2 separate regions of the Sus scrofa genome follow, and region 1 is linked to region 2. Evidence: chromatin contacts called from public Hi-C data. All regions are on one chromosome and are shown on one strand. Each heading gives the region's core, a stretch centred on a gene start, on an enhancer-like site or on the middle of the called end of the contact. The rest is flanking DNA. Distances are from core to core; before and after follow the strand shown. Region 1 overlaps QPRT (nicotinate-nucleotide pyrophosphorylase [carboxylating]). Region 2 holds the start of CD2BP2 (CD2 antigen cytoplasmic tail-binding protein 2).

Region 1 (3,663 bases), core at 75-2,574, 46 kb before region 2:
CCGAGCCGTGTCTGCGACCTACACCACAGCTCATGGCAATGCCGGATCCTTCACCCACTGAGCAAGGCCAAGGATCGAACCCGCAACCTCATGGCTCCTAGTCGGATTTGTTAACCACCGCGCCATGATGGGAACTCCCCATTCGCCTGAGTCTTAATGATGGCTCTCTGGACTACAGGGGGCGTTGAAAGTCACTGAAATACCTTGGGTGGTTGAATGGGGATCTGACGGCGAGATTAAGCTGGAAAAGTGGGTGGAAGAAAGGACTGCTGCCCACTCCTTCTCAGCCTTCAGTCTGGAGCAGAGGCTACACTTAGCATTCATAGGCTAGTATGTTTGGAACCTGGAAGGGAGAGGGAATCAGAGAATAGAACTAGTGTGGTTGCAGTGCCCTCTGGTGGCCATAAGGGGATTTGACAGCATTTTTAGGGGTTTTTTTCATTGTCTATCCCCACCCCCTCCAGCTGCAGAGACAGCCCCTCTAGAATATAAACTCCATGAGGACAGGGATTTTCACTGTTTACTCATTGTTGTATATCCAGTACCTAGAAGAGGGTCTGGCACATAGTAGGTGTTCAACAAATATTATTTTGAATCCTGCCCTATCACTTTATTGATCTACGACCCCAAGCAGCATTTTTAACTTCATAAAACCTGTTTCCTTGTGACTAAAATGGAGATGCTAACACCCCGGCCCCCACGAGCATTAACTGAGAAAAAGACCAACACGTACTGGGCAAGGACACTCAATCAAATATGTATTCCCTTCTTGCCCACCAGCCAGCATGGATCATGTGTTGTATACCGGGCACAACTGATGGACACATTTGCTCTAAAGGGCGTGAGCTTTACCCTGGAGGGGAGGCAGCCTGGGGAAAGCATCCAAGCCTAGTCCCAGGGGAAATGTGAGATCCTTCTTCTGCCCTTCACCCCCACCCCTGCCCCATCGCCACCCTCCCCTCCCCCACCACAGCCACACTCAACTCTTCCTACCGCCCTGAACCCATCGGGCTCCATATGCTCTCTGAGCCTTTTCAGATGCTGTTTTCCTGGCTGACTGCCCTTCTTGCCAACCCATTGCCACGATGCACACTGGAGCCCTCTGAGTGGCTGCATCAGCCTCCTCTCAGGCTGCTTGCTAGGTCTCTCTGGCCCCTCAAATAGATCTTCCTGCAAATAGGCTTATCTCACTTTCCAGCTTCCATCTGATTGTTTTCGGGACAGAAGCCAAGTCCTCTGACCTAACATTTTGTGGTCTGGCCCCAGCCCAGCTCCTAGTCATCTTTCCTCCCCTGATCCCAGCTTCAAACCTTACACCAAAACATCCAAGCCATTTCCCACCTCTGAAGCTTTGCTCATGCAGCCTCCACTGCCCGGAAATCCATCCCCTGTAAGGAGGGCATGGATTGCTTTTGCCTGCGCAGGATCTGTTTTCTTTTCCACTGGAATCCCCTCCTAGCACTCAGATCTAGGATCAGCCCGTAGGGCTGTTTCGTTTCTGGGCTCCAGGGTGAGTTTGAGACTCAGCTTGGGAGATGTTTTCTTTTTCTTTTTTTTCATTTTTTGTCTTTTTAGGGCCACACAGGCATCCGGCATCTGGAAGTTTCCAGTCTAGGGTTTGAATCAGAGCTGCAGCCGCCAGCCTGACCACAGCCACAGCAAGGGGAATCTGAGCCATATCTGCAACCTACGCCACAGCTTCCCGCAATACCGGATTCTTAACCCACTGGGCCACAATAGGAACTCCCGGCAGTGTGCGCTTCTGCCAGCATCTCCACTAGAAGAATTTCCGCCATGTGCTCAGGTCCTTGGCACATGTTTGGTGCTCACTGATGAGGGTCTTGGCTGGTGTGGAGCTTTTAAATTTGAGATAAGCTAGGAGTTCCCTTTGTGACTCAGCGGTTAACAAACCCAACTAGGACCCCTGAGGATGTGGGTTCAATCCCTGGCCTTGCTCAGTGGGTTAAGGATCTGGCATAGCCGTGAGCTGTGGTGTAAGTGGCAGAAGTGGTCCGGATCCCACATTGCTGGTCTCCTCCAGGGTTGAGAAAGGGGCAAAGGGGTCAAATAGCTCCCTCAAGATCGACCAGGGCCCCTGGATCTCCCTGGAGAAGGAGACTCTGTGGATGGACCCATTTTTCTCCCCTCTTGGCAAAGGGAAAAGAAGAGAGTGGGTTCTGTTCTTTCCTTTTTTTTCCCCCCTTTTTCTTTTTACAGTCGCATATGGAAACTAGGGATTGAAACAGAGCTGCAGCTGCCAGCCTACGCCAGAACCACAGCGACACGGATCCTAGCTGCATCTGATCGTTAACCCACTGATCGAGGCCAGGGATCGAACCCATATCCTCGCGGACACTACGTTGGGTCCTTACCCTGATGAGCCACAATAGGAACTCTGAGAATGAGTTCTAGAAGGGGAGAGGCAGCTTCCAAACTGAAGCTCTCCCAGGAGGAGTTACCTTGGGGGCCACCTTGGGTGCCCTCAGGCTGGCGTTCCTCCCAGAGCCACTCGGAAGGTCGGAGGGGAGGGTGGGAGTGTCCGCTCAGGTAGGCAAGACTTCAGGTGTGTGCATGTGTGTTTGGGGGGATGGATTTACATCCTCTGCTTAGACCTCAGAGTCCTGACTTAGCACAGAAGGAAGTTGACATTTGAACACGGACCCCCACCCAGCCCCTCCCTTTCTCTCTAACTGACCTTTGCTCTGGCCCCGGCTGCTCTGTTCCTCTCCCAATGAATGGCATCCCCATGGAACCCAACGCTAAAAGGCCTTCAGGGAGTTCCCATTGTGGCTCAGTGGAAATGAACCCAACTAGTATCCATGAGGACGCAGGTTCGAGCTCTGGCCTCGCTCAGTGGGTTAAGGATTCAGTGTTGCTGTGAGCTCGAGTGTAGGTCACAGACTCGGCTCCGGATCTGGCATTGCTGTGGCTGTGGCATAGGCTCCAGCTCCAGCTCCAATTTGACCCCTAGCCTGGGAACTTTCATATGCCACACCTGCAGCCTTGGGGAAAAAAAAAGTCTTCAATGCCAAATAGGGGGTTCATTTTGGGAAAGATGAGTTGTGAAGTCTGTTGGGGACCCCAGAAGTGAGGCATGAATACATTCTTACCTTCAACCAAAGAGGTGGTGACAGTAGCCAGAGGTGAGGGGTGGAGTGCTTGGTAACCAGTCCCACAAGGGCACCAACCAGGTGTAACAGTCCAGCTGAATATCAGATCCGATGCCCTATGTCCTCAAGTCTAAGATGCCATTGACTGTGAAATACACATATGATCACTCAAAAAGAAAACTGTTGGAGTTCCCTTCATGGCGCAGTGGAAATGAATCCGACTCGGAACCATGAGGCTGAGGGTTCGATCCCTGGCCTCGCTCAGTGGGTAAAGGATCCAATGTTGCCGTGAGCTGTGGTGTAGGTCACAGATGCAGCTTGGATCTGGCATTGCTGTGGCTGTGGTGTAGGCTGGCAGCTGTAGCTCCGTTTAGACCCCTAGCCTGGGAACCTCCATATGCCGCAGGTGCAGCCCTAAAAAGCAAAAAAAAAAAAAAAAGAAAATTGTCAAACCAATGCTTTCTTTTTATCACGTGCAATTTCCATTTGATACTTGTTGAAAGAGTTCTTTGGGATTTATTTTCACATAGACTGTGATCACGTTGTATCTACA
Region 2 (3,877 bases), core at 507-3,006:
CAGCAGGGCTCAGGCTCAGCACCTGTTGCCTCCAGGCCCAGCCATGCCAGTCCCTGGGCCTCACCCAGTCAATGTTGTCCAGCCAGCTGTCTCGGATCTGAGCATCCCGGTTCAGGAAATAGTTGCCATCAGCATCAAAGTGGCCTTCCTCCATCTCTTCCTGCAGGTTGAAAGGTGTGATCCGCACACCTCCCTCACTGGGGAGTGTGGCCGCTTCCTGACCTGCATCAAAGACACAGACGTCCCATGCAAGGCAGGCAAAAAAAAAAAAAGACAGGAGCTTCCGGTGCTCCACAAGCCCCAAAGCCCCTATTTGTTCTCCAGCAGAAAGTCAATTATTTATTTATTTATCTTTGTCTTTTCTAGGGCCGCACCTGCGGCATATGGAGGTTCCCAGGCTAGGGGCCTGATGGGAGCTGTAGCGCCAGTCTACACCAGAGCCACAGCAACGTGGGATCTGAGCTGCATCTGTGACCTACACCACAGCTCACAACAACGCTGGATCCTTAACCCACTGGGCAAGGCCAGGGATCAAACCCACAACCTCATGGTTCCTAGTAGGATTCGTTAACCACTGCGCCACGACGGGAACTCCAGAAAGTCAATTCTTGGGTGTGGCTCACCTTCCACATCCTCTGAGGCCAAGATGTCATATTTGCTGGACCCATCATCATCGTCATCCTCTTCATCGCTGTCCAAAGAGTGTTTGTCTTTGAAGCGGCTCCCAGGACCCCCTACCCCAGCCACAGAGTCCACCAACTGCGAGCAGGAACCAGAAATCAAGAGATATGCAGGTGACTATCACCCAACTCTGAGATCTAGACTCAAACTGAAAATCCCGCAAACCTATTTCTCAGAAAACAAGGAAAAGTTAGCCCTCTCCACCCATTCTTTGCCCCTCCAGATTTCTTTTCTGGCTTCTAGTTCTTTTGTCTCCCCTCAGTCCTCCCCAGAACGCAGGAATCTGGCCCCCCTCACCTTCTTGGGGACACTGATTCCATCCTCATCCTCCTCGTCTCCCACGCCTTGGAAGGTCACTTTCCTCTTTAGCATGATTGGTCAGAGGGTCTTCCCCAAGCTGAGCTGAGGGCAAGGATGCAGATTAAGGGGAACTGGGTGAGGAAGATACTCACTGCGACAGGGCCCCCTGCAAAACAGATCTTTCACTTGGTCGGACCAGATCCGGCTTGGGAGAAGAGAGAGCACAGAATCAGGGGGCAAAAAAGGAGTTGGCAACCAGGAGGCCCCCAGGGCTTGGTATGCTGGAAGGGGGACGGAGAGGTGGATGCGTGAGGAGCTCCCCACGGGCACCCCCACGCTTGACGAAAGGAGACGCCCCCCCCCACGTGACCACTCCCACTCCTGGCCCCCGCAGCCGTGGGCGCGACGGTGCTACGCGGACAGACATCCACGCCACCACCCCCAGCTTCCTCGGAGCCCGCGGGGCCCTGGCGTACCCAGACCCTGGCGCCCTGGCCAGCCCGCCCCTCCCTGCGCCGAACTCCCAACTCCACGGGGTGACCCCAACTGTCCTGGGCTGTGTACAAATTAGAAAGGCGGAAGAGCCACGGGGACACCAGCAGTCCCACGGCGCGCGCTCACCTAAGGAGCCAGGGAAGGCGGAGGAAGAATGGGAAAAAAAGCTTTTGCCAGGGCTACATCCGGGGCACCCGGCCGCCATCACCCGGAAGAGAACTGCGGAAGGCGCTGGAGAAGACCGGAAGTTCCATCCCCAGGGTTGGAGGACTAACTGTAGGCGCGGGCGGAAGTACGCGTGAGCGGGAAAAGACCCTCCCTCCCAGAAGTGACGTGAGCCGTGTGGGGCGACAATAGCGAGAAGAGGGGACGAGTGAAGGCCTAGACCCCGATCAGCAGAGAGGGACGGCCGGAAGTGGTCTTGATTCCCTTCTACTGCGGTAGAGGCTCTGGGGATTAAGTGAACGCATTTTAACTGGGAGGGGCGCCCGGGTCACGATGCGGGGGCAAAGTCCCAGCAGGGCCACTGGGTTCCTGCCCTAATTTTCCTTTCCCGGGTAGAGTCTCTTTTTCCCCAGGGCTGGTGCTGCAGCCCTCCCCTCCCCCCATCTCATTAGAAACCCTGCCTCTCCGCTCTGTGTCCACTTACCTCCCTCCTCCCAATCCAAGATGCGGCCTTGCTCTTGTCCCAGAGGGGATGCTTGGGTCTCCTGGTGGACCTTGGAGCATTTTCTGAACCCAGTTCCTTTTAGGACCCAGGGAAATCCATCGCTGCCCCCCCCCCCAACCCCTGGGGCAAGTTCCTGGTTTAGGAGAGTTCATTTGTGGCTGTGGCACCTGTGGCCAGTGCCGAGGGCAGAAGTCCCCTGTGCCCTCATTTCAGTTAGGCCTAGAAGAGGGCAGCAGTGGATACCCGTGCCTCCCATCCCAGACAGGTCCTAACCCAGGTTTTGTAATCTGGCAGAGCTAGGATTGGGAGGAGTAGGTCCCAATGCTGTGGGTACAAGACCTCATCCTCCTGAGGATACAAGTCTGAATCCCAGTAGGCCAAGGCTGTGCCCAGAAAGAACCTACTGGAGCCAGAGGAGAGCAGCACAGGGGTCCCCAGGATAACCAGATGAAACACCCTTCCTTTCTCCAGCCCCTAGGGTTTCCTCCCAGACAGGACTATCATGAAATTGCACCAACAGTCCGTGCTCAGTTTCTTCTGTGGGTACAGAACAGAGGCTCCAGATCAGGAGGGCATCCTGCTAAAGAAGGGGACCCAAAATACCAGCTACCAGCACCGCTGGTTCATCCTCCAGGGAAATTTCTTCTACCTGGAACACAAGGTGGACCACGCACCCCTAGGCCTCATCCCGTTAGAGAACTGCCAGAACCCCATGGCTTTACTATCCTGACCCCAGGGGTAGAAGGTGGGCAGGCCCACAAACTGGCAGCAGAAAACCAGGAGGAGCTGGGAGCCTGGCTGTAGGCACTGGCTGGGGCAAGCTGGAGGCGGCTGGCTGTGCTGCTACGCCCCCTGGAGGCCCAGTACCTGGAGCTGTGCCAGACAGCTAGCCAAGAGCATGGCTCACCCCCAGAAGACTGTGGCTTCCCAGCCACCTTCGGTACCCCCTCCAACTTCCAAAATCTGCATGAGCACTATAGGAAGGAGATCCCGCTACTGCAGGCAGTGCTTAGAGGGCTCCAGGAGACCAGTGATGATGAAGGCCGATCTCAGGCAGAAGTGGAGCAGGAGAGCCACCATCATCTGTTAATGAGTGACTGACAGACCCAAAGGCCAAAAGGTACCAACCTGCTAAGACTGCGTCAACAGACACCCAGATCCTGGTTGGCTCTGTCCCTCCCTCCCTCCTAGTCCTTATTCTAACCCCCTTCATCAAATAACAAGGCAGGAGCCAGGCCCAGGTACAACAGCAGGTTCTTTTCCGGTTCCTCAAAGCGCCGCATGGGGTGGGGGCAGAGACAGAAGAAAATGTAAACATTGGGTTCCACCCCCTGGAGCTCAAGGGAAGACCCCCTTACCCAGGTAGGGGCTGGAAGGCTGGAAGGGAACAAGGCGAAAGCAGGGGGGGAGGCTGGTGAGACAAAGCAGAGGAGGCCTGAGAATACAGAAACAGGTGGGTGAAGAGGAAGGAGGTGGCTGGGAAGTGAGGGACATTTCCTGTTCCAGTGCGTGTCCCTTTAAATAAACTAGAGTGCAAGACCACTGTGGAGGAAGAACCAAAGGACAGAAGACAGAGCGAACACCCCCACCCTGGGCCGACCAGGTCCTCTGTACATAATTACAACACAGAGATGTCCAGAAGTAGAGCAAGAAGAGTCCGGGCCCCCAGCCGGGAAGCGGGGGGACAGGCAGGACTGGAGAAGGGAAAAGGAACCCGGCTCCGCTTCACGG

Evidence for each region. A called contact is a pair of places that touch in the nucleus more often than the background predicts.
Region 1: a contact with region 2 is called in a Hi-C map of alveolar macrophages, with 1.7 times the contacts expected there. The contact joins the enhancer-like site here to the promoter of CD2BP2 in region 2. A contact is called at or near these places in 2 of 5 promoter capture datasets (fetal skeletal muscle and liver), 8 of 47 Hi-C or Micro-C datasets (alveolar macrophages, blood, embryonic fibroblasts and 3 more) and 1 of 2 datasets of contacts at active chromatin or transcription factors (alveolar macrophages).

Annotation. Positions count from the first base shown.
Region 1 is chr3:18,001,607-18,005,269 of Sscrofa11.1, reverse strand. It overlaps QPRT (nicotinate-nucleotide pyrophosphorylase [carboxylating]), which reads right to left. Exons shown (of 4, transcript XM_003354556.4): 4 at 3,558-3,663. Among named protein-coding and RNA genes, the nearest start is that of C3H16orf54, 11 kb to the left of the region's middle. Within about 2 kb of position 1,324, at least 11 of the 83 cell types and tissues checked have an H3K27ac peak or open chromatin away from gene starts, as enhancers often do. A contact at or near this core is called in alveolar macrophages, where this site is marked.
Region 2 is chr3:17,955,576-17,959,452 of Sscrofa11.1, reverse strand. CD2BP2 (CD2 antigen cytoplasmic tail-binding protein 2) reads right to left here and starts at 1,756. Exons shown (of 7, transcript XM_003354536.4): 1 at 1,603-1,756; 2 at 979-1,083; 3 at 624-759; 4 at 65-222. The coding sequence starts at 1,053. TBC1D10B (TBC1 domain family member 10B) reads right to left here. Exons shown (of 10, transcript NM_001244423.1): 10 at 3,384-3,877.